2 separate regions of the Mus musculus genome follow, and region 1 is linked to region 2. The links are chromatin contacts, called in public Micro-C maps. All regions are on one chromosome and are shown on one strand. Each heading gives the region's core, a stretch centred on a gene start, on an enhancer-like site or on the middle of the called end of the contact. The rest is flanking DNA. Distances are from core to core; before and after follow the strand shown. Region 1 holds the start of Ubtf (upstream binding transcription factor, RNA polymerase I). Region 2 holds the start of Ppp1r9b (protein phosphatase 1, regulatory subunit 9B).

Region 1 (5,533 bases), core at 663-3,162, 7.3 Mb before region 2:
ACGGCCAATCTGCCTCTCCTACACGCGGTGCTTCTAAGCTGAGCACAGCAGATCTGTTCCTGCAACGTGGCAGAGTGGGATGTGGAAATCCTGGGAAAGAAATCTCATTTTCCCCAGGAGACAAGAGGAATTACACCAGCAACGAAACTGTGGATGGAGAAGGCAGTGTGCCAAGAAATGGTCCAAAGAGACTGTGCGACCCAGCTGGCTGAGATGTGAGCAACAGCAGTGTTATTGTGGCAGCCCGAGGAGCCAGGAGCCATGGCGTGTCCCGGGGAGTGATGACACAAACCAAGCGTGGGCCGACCTGGTGGAAACCAGCGTCCTTCACATTGCCTTCTGCCTCCCTACAACTAATCCTGATATCCCTTCAGCCCACTAGCAGGGGAGGTAAAGACCACTAGAACCGATGGCAGTGGGAGGTTAAAAAGCGGCACACGCCCAGGCCTTTTCTCCCCAGACTTGCTGGATGGTGGAATACGGGAGGTTAGATCTGTGGTTGCCGGGCTGCTCAAATCCTGCCTTAAACCGGGGTGCGGAGCTCTCTTGTGGGCTCCCCGTCGTCGCCGGGGTGGGGGGACAGCGCCCGCGGCCTGCTTTCTCAGGGCTGGCCAAGCCTTTTTGACAAGCTGATTGCGAGAAGGGGATTGGCTGATCCAGGCGTGACGCCGGTAACAACAAAGGTGGAGTTGGAAGAAATTAGATTAAAGGAAAGGAGGAGAAAAAAAAAAAATTAAAGGGGGAGCTTGCAGGCAACTGGAAGCAGAGACCGAGGGGGAGACGCACGAAGCTCCGTTCCCGGTTCCGACTTCCCCCTTCCAGCTCTTTCGCACAAACGCGCTGGGATTTTGCTCTAAACCCCTACCCCGGTCGCGGCCTAGTTACTGAAGCCCAGGGTAAAGGGATGGCCGTTCCGCTGCTTCTTGAAAAACCTCCCCAACTCCCACTGACACCCTACTACGACACAGGGGTGAACTTTTTGTTCTTAACTCCTCGGATCATACGGCCGGTGAAGATGGGGGACATCGAGAACAACCCAAGACTGGCTCTGAAATCCGGAAGGCCCTCGCCGGGCACCGAGACCCAAACGAGGCGGGGTACTTCCCGGGTATTTTCATACGTTGCAAACCTAGGAGGCTTTTTTTTTTCCCTTTTTCTTTTTTGTAACATTCCCCTTCGCCCCCATCCCGCTTTAGCTTCAGGGTTGCAAAAGCAAAGCAATAAAAAAAAAAAAAAAAAGAGAGAGAGAGAAAACCTGCGCACACAGACACACACCAGTGGCGACAGGGGAGAGTTGGAAAAACGCAGGAGAGGAGGAGGCAGGAGACAGCAAGGATGGAGCAATGGGAGAGGGAGCAGGCAGGATCCCTCACAGATCCCCCTCCGGCCTCAAGCTGCCTTGCCCGCCCCGACAGGAGAGCGAGGAGTCGGGCAAGCAGATGGAGTGGAGCTCGCTCTAGGCAGCTGGCTTGGCCGGAGACTGGAGGAGCCGCCAAGCGACCGGCTGATTGGAAGAGAAACGCAGAGCGATGGAGGCGGGGGTAGGAGGACGATTTCTCTGCGGGGACTGGCGGCGGCGTACACGCCCGGGTCGGGCGCTGCAGAGCTTGGCTAGCTTTCAACCCGCGCTCGGCGGCTCCAGCCCCGCGCACCCCCGCCCCCAGCCCTGCCGGAGGCCCCGCAGGTGAGTGGGAGCTGGGAGCCAAAAAAGAGCTAAATGTCGAAAAACATCTGCCTTGGAAAAAAAAAAAAAAGCAAAAAACATTTTTTTTTTTTTTTTTTACTATTCCTTTTTTTAAAATTTCGTGCAGCCCCCGAGCGGTGGGAGGGAAGGGGTGAGGCTGAGCCGCCCGGAGGAGGCGGAGGGGCCAGGCGAGGCCGGGGCGGCCCGGGAGGCGGCGGCGCCAAGGCGGCTCTGACGGGCGAGCGCTCGGAGCGGCGCTGCGCTGCGCTGCGCCGAGGCGGGCGGGCGGGCGGGCGGAGCGGGGCGGGCGGAGCGCGGCGCGTGGGGCTCGCCATTAGCCGTCGCTCCGCTTCGCCATCTCGGGCTTTGTCTGGAGACTCGCTGCCCGGGCGCCGGCAGCTGCGGAGCTGCGGCTCGGCTCTTCCGCTTGCCGTGCTGCCTGGCGCCCCCGGCCCTCACTAGCACCCACTTGCTCGGTAAGTAAGCCTCGGTGCCGCGGATTTCGGGGGAAAGGGGTTGCTCTCTGGCGGCGCCAATCTCCGTCCTCCACGCGCCCGGGAAGGCCTGGATAGCCATGCCGGGCTGGATTGAACCGGCTCCCAGAGTGACTCTTCCGCTGGGGTCGGCAGCTCCTGGCCGATTCCCGGGTGTGAGGAGGGACGGGAGAGGTTTTTGTTGTTTAGGGGACTAAGAATATATATTTTAAGTTTCACGGGTGTTCTGCGGAGCATAAGGGAACCGAGAGGTAGGCGCCGAAACCTCGCACCGCGATCCGGGAGCGTGAGTCCCAAGCCGGTAGCCACGCTCCGGGGACCAGGGTGGTCGCTAGCCCGCTCCCGGAGGCGGGAGAGAGGAGCAGATGAGGACTAGGCCGGGAAACCGAGCTTAAGCTGGGAGAGCCTGGAAGAGAGCTCCAGAGCAGGGTTGCCGGCACCCGCGAGGCTCGCCGGCCACCCTCTCCACCGCCGCACCTCGGCCCTCCCTTCCTCCCGCGCCGGCCAAGCCTGCTAGTTCCCCCGCGGGGCTGGCGAGGTCGCTTTAGCCGCCCGCTTGCTCGCCCGCCTCGGCTCGCAGCCCCGCCGCCATCCGGGCGGCTGCGTGTCTTCCCTGTCCCGGCCCCCCCCTTCCCCGGCGGCAGCAACAGCAGCAGCCGCCGCCGCCACTACCACCACCCCCCTCCCCTCCTTCCTTGCCTCCGCCTCGGCCGCCCGGGTCCCCCCAGCGCCCGCCCCTCCTCCCAGCTGCCCCCCGCGGAGCCCGCCCGGGCAGGCTGTGGGAGGGAGCGGAGCCGGCGAGGCGGGCGGGCTGGCGCTCGCTCCCCGGGGGTCGGTGTGCGCTCTACGGGGAAGGACGCGCTCGCTGCCCCGCTTCTCCCGCCCCCCCTCCCGCTCCTCCTCCTCCCTTCTCCCTCCTCCCCGCTCCGGCGGCGGAGGCTGCTGCGGCGGCGGGGGGTGTGCGAGCTGAGGCCGGGGCCGGCGGGCGGGCGGGCGGGCTGCCTGCAGGCGGAGGGCGCTGTGCTTTGTGCTTTTCGCCGCGAGGAGCAGCAGGCAGCAGCCACAGCCGCCGCCGCCACAGCAGCAGCAGCAGCCGCCGCCCCAGCGCCGCCGCCGCGCCCGGAGGAGGAGCCGCTGCCGCCGCGGGAGGGAGTTGCGGCTGTGCCCGGCCGAGCGGGGGAGGGCGCCGCGCTCAGAGCCGAGAAGGGAGCCGCCGGAGCGGGGAGCTCAGAGGCCGCGCTGCGCCGGGTAACCGAGGCGGCGGAGGACGTGCGCCGGGGCCGGGGCTAGGGAGCGAGCCGCGGCTGCGGTAGACGCCGAGTGGCGATACCGGGAGAACTGTAGACAAGATGATCAGGGAACGGGGAAGGGCGCCGTGAGCCGGGGGTAGGAAGGGCAGGAAGCGAGGCCCAAGTGAGGCCCCGGGTGGAGGAGCCCGCGTTTCTCCGGCCGACAGGCGCAGTTCTCGCCGGCCGCCGGAGGGGGCGGCGGGGCCGGTGAGCGAAGCGCCCCCGCCTCGCGGCCGCCGTCCTCCCGCCCTCTGCTTGGCTCGGCTCCCCGGAGGCCGGGGCGGGGGCGCCGGCAGGGCTGGGCCGCAGGCTCGGGGAGGAGGCGGCCGTTCCCGCCGCGGTCGCGCCTCTGCGCCGGGTTTCTTCCGTGCGTGTTGGGGTGGCTGGGTGGTGGCGGCGGCGTCTCCGGCCCCGGGTGGTTCGGGGACGGGGGACAAGCTAGGCCGCTTCTCCGACTGCTCGCCTGCCCGGACAGGCGGGGACCGCGTTGGGAGGTCGGGAGGGGGGTAGCAGCGGGAATCCAGATCTAGTCCCCGGGGGCGGTCCGGCCGCTGCGCTCCCGGGCTGGCGGCGGCTGCGCGGCGTCCGGGTCCCCGCCGGGTTGCGGAGGCGGGGGGAACCGGCCGGGGAAAAGCGGGAGGAGGAGACTGAGGCGCGTGCCCGCTTCCATGCCCGCGCGCGCCCTTTACCCGCCCTTCCTCCCCCGCCCTCCAGCCTGGGGCCTCCCCGGGGCGGGCGCTCACCGAGGAGGAGGAGGAGGAGAATTTTTTTTTTTTTTTTTTGCCCGGGTGGGGGAAGGAGGCCGGAGGGCGGGAGCTAGCTGCACGCGGGAGCTGGGAGCAGTCTCTCGCGTGGGCAGGGGAGGGCGCATGCGGCACCGCCTGGCTCTGGGGGCTGGGGTAGAGAAGAGTGGGGCTCACTCCTGCACCCACTGATGAAGTCTATGAGCCTCCTGTTCGGGTCTCGCTGAGAGTGTGGACCTATGCCCCCTCCCATGTGTGAGGGGGTGGGATAGAAAGCCCCCCTCCTCTCAGCCTCCTTAAGTGGGTTTGGTGTCTCTTCAAAAGGGTGAGGTGGCTTTGACCCCGGGTGGCCCGGCCAGCGCGACCGAGGAGGTGGCTGGACAGCTGGAGAATGAACGGAGAAGCGGACTGTCCCACAGACCTGGAAATGGCCGCCCCCAAAGGCCAAGGTATGGGTCCCCAGCTTCTCTTTTCAAACTTGTCTTTTTTCACACACGAGCTCTCCAGCCTTGTAAAAGGTTCCTCTCAGGCTTCGTTCTGTGCACTGGCAGACAGTCTTAAGTCTTAGAAAGTGAAGCATCTGTCACATGGGGGTTTGGCCAAATCCAAATTACTTGGCCTTGAGCTTAGAACTTGAGTCTTTACGATCTCTTGCTATGAATGAGGGTCACAGGGAAGACTCTTGGAAGCCAGCCTTCTTGGTTTCTTAGCTTGAAGTATCACACCTTAGTGGAGATTTTCACTAGAGGCAGGTGGAAAACAGGGAAGGGGATTGTGGTTTATGGCTCCAAGCCTTAGGAATTATAGATGCCCCGACCCTAGCCACCTCTGTCAGCAGTGTTATGTTTATGACATGGAGGGTAGTAGGAAACTGGGCATCTGCCAATGTTTGTGAGACATCAGGGGAGAGAGGATTATGGGCCATGTGACCCTTTTCTGCGGAAACCGGCCCAGGTTACCAGATGCAAATGAAAGTCAGGAGCTCTTTTGCATCCTGGCCAAGGGTTCCCCCAGCCCAGCCTCCATAGCAGAGAGGCTCAGAGCTGTCTCTGGGCTGCACTTTAGCAGCTGAAAATAATTGGGCTAAGATGTCAACTTGGAGTTCTGGGGTTCTCCAGAGACCAAGGCCCTGAGAACTCTGTCCACCTGCTTGCCTTTTCTCAGAACTACTGTGTATGGTGCTAATGTTTGAATTCCACTTTTCTCAGTTGCCAGAAATGCTGCTTTGGTCTCCCTTAAAGTGACTAGAGTGGTGGAGTACCTGCCTTTAGTTGTTGATCTCCAGCTGTGCTGGACAGACATCTTCACTGGGAGCCTTAGGAC
Region 2 (6,355 bases), core at 3,009-5,508:
CTGCTCTAGGAGCATGCTCATGGGCACCCTGCAGGCAGGGTTACCCCTTTGTTGGGGCTTACTGAATGCCATTCAAATCTCCAGTCTCATCACAGAGGCACACTGTCATGGTGGGAGGCAGAGAGGACACTTCTAGGACCAGCCATCAGCACAGCTGGGGTTTATGGGCTCACCTAGTTAATGCCCTCGACTCTACTGTATCAGACACTTTCATGCTCGTCCAGCTACTGTGCACGGGTCAGCAGATTGCTCCCCAACATCTGGACAGCGGTCCCCAACATCTGGCCAGCGGTCCCAGCCTTGAAGCAACAGACTCTATTCCACATATAATCCATTACCCAAGGTCACAGGGGTTGCTCATCCAGTAGCGGGGCAGCATCAGATTCTAGATGGGCTGTGGTAGGCGGGTCACTAGTGACTTAGTTCCCTACTTCAAAGGTGTTCCAAGCTTTAGGACAAAGAATGGCCTCAGCCTGGGTCAGCAAACTGGCCTTGTCCCATCTCTTTACCTGAGGCCTCTGGCCTTTCCCCTGTGCCCAGAGACAGTGTTGCCCCTAGCCCCTTCCCATCACCCAACCCATCTCCACACCCCATCACACACTCCACGCTGTCTCCCAAAACACTCTGGGGAACTGATCTGGGCCTTGGCTTCTGTCCACAACCTGATCACCTTTTGCATCCTGCCCCCCGTGGGAATCCCAGGCAGGCCTCAGGCTCAGAGGCCAGGGACCACCAGAAACCACACCTCCTATCAGAAGGCCCTGGGTTCAGCTATCTCCTCGGCTGACAGTTTGGAATCATATCCTCTGCCCTGAGCAGATACCCCGACCTCCATAACGGTGACAACTGGGTCAGGGAGGGGCGGAGAACCCTGGCTTCAGAATTAGTGTGGAGGTGGCAAAGGAGAAAAAGCCTGGGGCCCTAGCCAGGCTGAGGAGGCTAAAAGCCCCAGTAAGGCCAAAAGTCAGACACGTGGGGCATCTGCACTGCTCTGGCTTTCACGCTAGTGGCCGGCTTGCTCCAGAGTCACCAGGGAGTCCGGAGCACTGCTCCAAATCATGTGCTATTTTTTACCAAAAAAATCAGGGTAAGGCGTCAGATATAGACAGAGGCCCAGACCACATTCTCTCTCCATGAGGGCATGGGGCTGCTCACAAACCCCATGGGGATTGGACAACTGCCTCTGACACCCTCCCACCAGCCTCCACTCCTTCCTGGATCCCACTGCCTTCAAGGGGAACAGGGCATGGAAGAGTCTTCCAAACCCCAGAGCAGGGAGGGAAGAAAGGCTGGCCACCCTTAACCTCCTGGACCTCTACTGGCCTGGGGGGAAAGGAGGAGGTGGAGAGTGAGAGAAACTTGGGCAGCTTTGGTGTCCAGGAGTAACAAACACAATGGGGTTTGGCTTCAGAGGGCAAGGAGGAAGGAGCAGGGTCGAGGCCAACGAAAGTCCTTGGTGCTGTATGCTCCCCCAGGGACAGGCCAGGTGCTAGGCTCCATAGAGCTTGGGTAGGGAAGAAAAGACCATCCAAGCTGGACGTGCCAGCTGGGCTCACAGGGCAGGGGGGAATGGGAGTGGTCTCCTGAGCTTAATTCTCCCCAGGGGACATCTTTTCTCTACCACCACTACTCAGAGGATCTCAAAGCACTGGCTGGCACAGTTCACAAACCAATCTTCAATAGTGGTGCTAGAGAAAGGGGGAGAGGGGCTGAACAAGCAAGCCCCCAGCCTCTTTTAAAGTCCATAGAGAATATGGAAGGCTATAGGCATGAAAAGCCTGCCCAGGCACCTTAGGGGAACTTCCAAACTCACCCCCCTCTTCCTGTAGGGCCTGCTCCTTCAGGGACCATATAAGATGCCCCTTTCCTGGATGCAACCCTGGATATGGGAAGCTGGCCCAGCACAGACTTAAGGAGTAGGGTTCTTTCTCCCAGCCCCAGTCACATGGCCTTGGTCCAGCTCACCCTAGAAGACTGCTTCCTTCTTTCACTTCTGCAAAGTGGGAGTGGGAGTACTAGCAGGGAAGAGGGTCAGCCTTCCACTGTATCTTTGTTTGGGGAAGTTCCTAGCTCCCCTCTGTCACCCCAGACAGAGCCAAGCCTCACACATCCAGAAGCAGGAAGCGTCCCTAAGCTCCCCACCTTTCTCTTCCTGACAGCACATGTGTAGGAACAGTATCCCCAGGACATGTCCCACACCCCTTCAGGGCAGCCAAGTCCCAGCCTCTGGCAGCTTCTGGAAGAAAGAATGTCTGGGGGAGGAAGAGAGAGCAGGTGTCCCAGAGTAGGCGTGGAGTAGGGAGGGATGCTGGGCGGGGTTAGGAACCTGAGGGCAGGTCGCAGCAGGCTACCTTCACAATCACAGACCTGAAAACCTTCCCACTCTGACAAACAGCTGGAAGTTCCCCCACGCCTCCCTCATTGTGGGAACTTCTGGGAACCCGGCTGGGTGGCAGGGGCTGACTCAGCCTGCCAAACACGGATGTCTGGGCGGGAGCGACCACACGCACGTGGCAAGGGCAGCTCGGGGGGCCCAAGGGGGGTCACTCACTTGGATCGGTGCGGTGCTGAAATGGATCTTCCGGCTCGGGGCCGGGTCCTCTTCCTCTGAGAGCCCGGGAATCTCCACACACCCTGACTCCGGCTCATAGGGGGGCTCCCCGTCCTCTTCGTCTTCTTCATCGTCCTCCTCCAGGGCACTGCCCCCAGAGTCCTCCCCGAGTCCACTGTAGGCGCTCACATCCACCAAGTCCGCTTCCGAGAAGTCCTCCTTCTTGGATTCATCCACCTCCTCAGGTGCCATGTCCGGGGCCCGGCCATTGTCCACCCCCCTCTCTAGCGTCGCCACTGACGCCGCCGCCTCCTCCTCGGGGACCGCTTCGGCCTTGGGTTCCTCGGGTGCAGGGCTGGCTGTGGTGGCCGGGGTGCTGCCATTCTCCAAGGCTGCATGGACCGTCACCTCGGCCTGGATCACTTCCCCGGGAGCCGACTCGGCCTCAGACTCCCCACTTTCTTCAACCTCCACCGGCTTGATCTTGCGCACCTCCCGCGGCTTAGGCGGAGGTCGGGCAGGGGCCACCCGGTGCTGTGGGGGCTGCTGCCCTCCGGGGCCACGCTCCTTCTCGGTCGCGCCATCCCCCGACGGGGCGGGAGGCGGCGGCGGTGGCTGGAACACCCGGGACCGCTTAGTGACCAGCTTCGAGTTGACCTGGGGCGCCCCGGCTGCCCGAGGGGGGCCGGGTGCACGGTGAAGGCCGGTCCTCGAGTCGGCTTTCTCGAAGACCGCACTGAGCTGGCTGACCGTCGGCGACACGGCGTCAGCATCCAGCTTGTCCAGCGCCTCGGTGCTGCCGTTAAAGCGCACCACGACGTCCAGCTTCCGGTCCTGCAGGCCGGCGCGCTCCTGCCTCAGCAGCCGCCGCGCCACGGCCTCCTTGTCGCCACCCGAGGCCGCGGGGACGCTCCGTTCGAACAGCTTCCGCGTCTCCTGCAGCCGGGACGGCGGGTGCGGCGGAGGAGCGGGCTGCGCCGAGGGCGCGGGCTTGGAGTCGAAGCGGCTCACGCGCTCCGACACACTGGTGCCCAGCTTGAGCAGGGCACTGTGGTCTACGTTCTCGTTCAGGCTGCTGGCCCGCGGCAGGGACAGGCGCACCCCGCGATCGGACGCCCGTGGGGCCTCGGCCATGCCTGCGCCTCCGCCTGCCTCACCCGGCGGCCCCGCGGTGGTGCCCATCTGCAGGAACATACTTTTGATGCGGTGGACGTTGGAGCCATATTTCTTATGGTGGGCCGCCTTGGGTGCCTCGTCGGGCCCGGGTGCATCGGGAGGCTTTAGTGCCTGGATGCCCGCTTCGTAGGCGCTGCGGTGCGGGGAGGCGCTCCGGAGGGGACCCCCGGGCCCCCGAGGCTCCGTCTTCATCATGGTTGGGGGAGCCGGGTTCGCATCCCCCTGCTCCCCGCTGCCCCCCTCCAGCAGGCGGCTGGCCAAGTCGGGACCACCGCCCCCTCCCCCCAAAGAAAGAAATCCCGAAAGGCCTTCTATAGAGTCCCCCAGAAACCAAGCTGCCAAAAAACAGTTAACCCTGCTTTAAAAAAAAAAAATCTCCGAGCGCCCTGTGTGGGTCGCCTCCCCCAACCAAGCTGCCAAAGACAGCCAGCCCCCTTCGAAAGCTCTAGCGGCCTGGTGCGGTCGCCCCCACCCAAATTGAAGAAGCGGAGGCTGGCTGGAGCTGCTGGGACCGCGCGCCCAGCCCGCGAAGCAGCGGCCACGGCACCGGCTCACATCCTCCGAGGCGGTGTCAGCGGCGCTGGCGGCGCAGGCGCCCCCTACTCCGGCCGGGGGCCTTGGCTCTCGGGGTGCCCGGCATCCCCGCGCCCGTGGCTGCTCCGCTGACCCGGGCCGCTCCGCCGCGCCTCCCTCCCTCCCTCCCTCCCCCCCGCGCCCCGAGCCTCGGTCTTTCTCTAGCTCTGCCCGAACCGCGGCTGCCGGAGACCGAGCGGCTGCCCTTCTCGCCGCCGCCGCTGGGGGACTGGTACCACTGGGTCCTAAAGGGATCGGATTTCCGGGGCCGGAGCCTGTGAGCCCTCCCCTTCCCTTCCACCCTGTCGCCTGGTCTCTCCTACTCATAGTTGGCGGACAGCCTTCCGCAGCTTCACCGACCTTGGCTATTCTTCTTCAGCCCTCCCATCCCAAACTCGGCTTTTCACAATCCACTTAGGCGTCCCCTCATTTAACCCTGGGGGCGGGGAGCCATCCAGCCACAGCAGGAACTGGCCTTCTCCTCCCACAAAGTGAAGGGGTTCTGTGGGGAGGGCCCTTAATCATTTCTCTAAAGGTCCTTAGAGTGTTCAGGGGTACCAGCAACAAAACTTTTGGGTGCTAGATCAAAGTACATAATTTCTAGCTCCTTCCCAAAGGTGAAGGGGAATCTCAGAGGCGGAACCTGGGATTCTTCATTTTAACAATTCCCCATAGGAATTTTTTTTTTTTCATCTTTCAGAATGTAAAACTTGGGCCCAGCAATCTTTGTGGTGCTCTGTCCGGAGGAGAAATGAAGAAAGGGACAGGGTTGGGGGTTACATCACCCATATGGCAGGAGATTACCAAAGATGCTTTTTTGCCTTGGGAAGTCTTAAAATGACGTTGTTCACCTACCCCTTTGGGGAGAGGTATAGAATCCTGGCCTTCATAACCTGCCAGAAAAGATCTCTGAAACAGGAAGGTTTGTAAGGTGTTGGGGGAGGTTGGAAGGAATGATTCTAGAGTCCCAGGGCTAAAGTTTCCCTATTGAGAGTTCTACGTTGGGTCTCAGACTTAGAGGATTCTGGTCACTTGTGTGCAAGCGTGTTTGTGTGTGTGTGTACCCTACAAATCCCACCTTGAAAACTCAGCTTCTTTAGAGCTCCTTCATTCCTCACATACACAACAAGGGGCCTTGTTATGCCCGTTATCCTTCCCCAATCTAGCAGTGAGGATCCGTCCAATATTCAGTCAGGTCTAGATGTGTAGCTCCTCCAGTCGTTGGTAGATTCCCAGGAACTGAACAGGGTGGACACTAGGACCCAGAAAACAACTCAGGCACAAAGCCTCCCCCCTCTCCCCAGCTGCTTCCTGCATCTCAGGCCTTCCTGCGGCCTCTGCCTCCTCCCCCGCCCTCTTCCCCTCCATCCTCTTCCTCCTCTTCCCGTTTTCTCACTCTCTCCGGTTGGCCTGGCCCAGCTCATAGAGGGAACCCTCTACCCTTCCGTTCTCCGTGTGTGGGTTTTGTGGGACACTAACCCATGGCACGTGCGAAAGAGCTCTGTGCATGGGGGGGATGGGACGTGGGGAAACCGCCTGGGAACCCTGAAGATTGGGATGGGGAGGAGCCAAGAACCACTGGACTGGCTCCCTAGAGTAGTGTGCCAGGAGAGGGAAGATTTTTTGGCTCTCATCTGGAGCCGGAGATGAACCCAAATCTCAGGCTTTCGGATGCCCCCTGCATTTTTGCACAGTGGGCAGGAGACTTACCCCTCCCCAGTTCTGCGTTTGGGGATCTGTGCAGGGTAAAGAAGCCATCCAGGTTCCGTCTCCCCTCCTGACCCATCTTTCATGAACAAGCTTTAGGACATGTTCTCAAATTCAAGTCTGGGGCTTGAGCCCTTCACCCTAACCCGGCTACGGCAGTCAGTGGCTTGTTTTTTGAGAAAGGGCCTGCAGTATCCTGTGCTGGCTTCGAACTAAATACTTAGTCAAGGATGACCTTGAACTTTTCTGATCCAACTGCCGCCACCTCCTGAGTGCTGGAATTACAGGCTTGAGCAGTTACTCCAACCGAGGGCTTCCTTCTTGCTCAGCAAGCATTTTAGCAACTGT

Evidence for each region. Hi-C and Micro-C count contacts between places; a contact is called where the count stands out from the background.
Region 1: a contact with region 2 is called in a Micro-C map of the HL-1 cell line, with 8 times the contacts expected there. The contact joins the promoter of Ubtf here to the promoter of Ppp1r9b in region 2.

What each region holds. Positions count from the first base shown.
Region 1 is chr11:102,315,475-102,321,007 of GRCm38.p6, reverse strand. It overlaps Ubtf (upstream binding transcription factor, RNA polymerase I), which reads left to right and starts at 1,912. Exons shown (of 21, transcript NM_011551.7): 1 at 1,912-2,160; 2 at 4,535-4,659. The coding sequence starts at 4,602.
Region 2 is chr11:94,989,115-94,995,469 of GRCm38.p6, reverse strand. Ppp1r9b (protein phosphatase 1, regulatory subunit 9B) reads right to left here and starts at 4,258. Exons shown (of 10, transcript NM_172261.3): 1 at 2,552-4,258. The coding sequence starts at 3,922.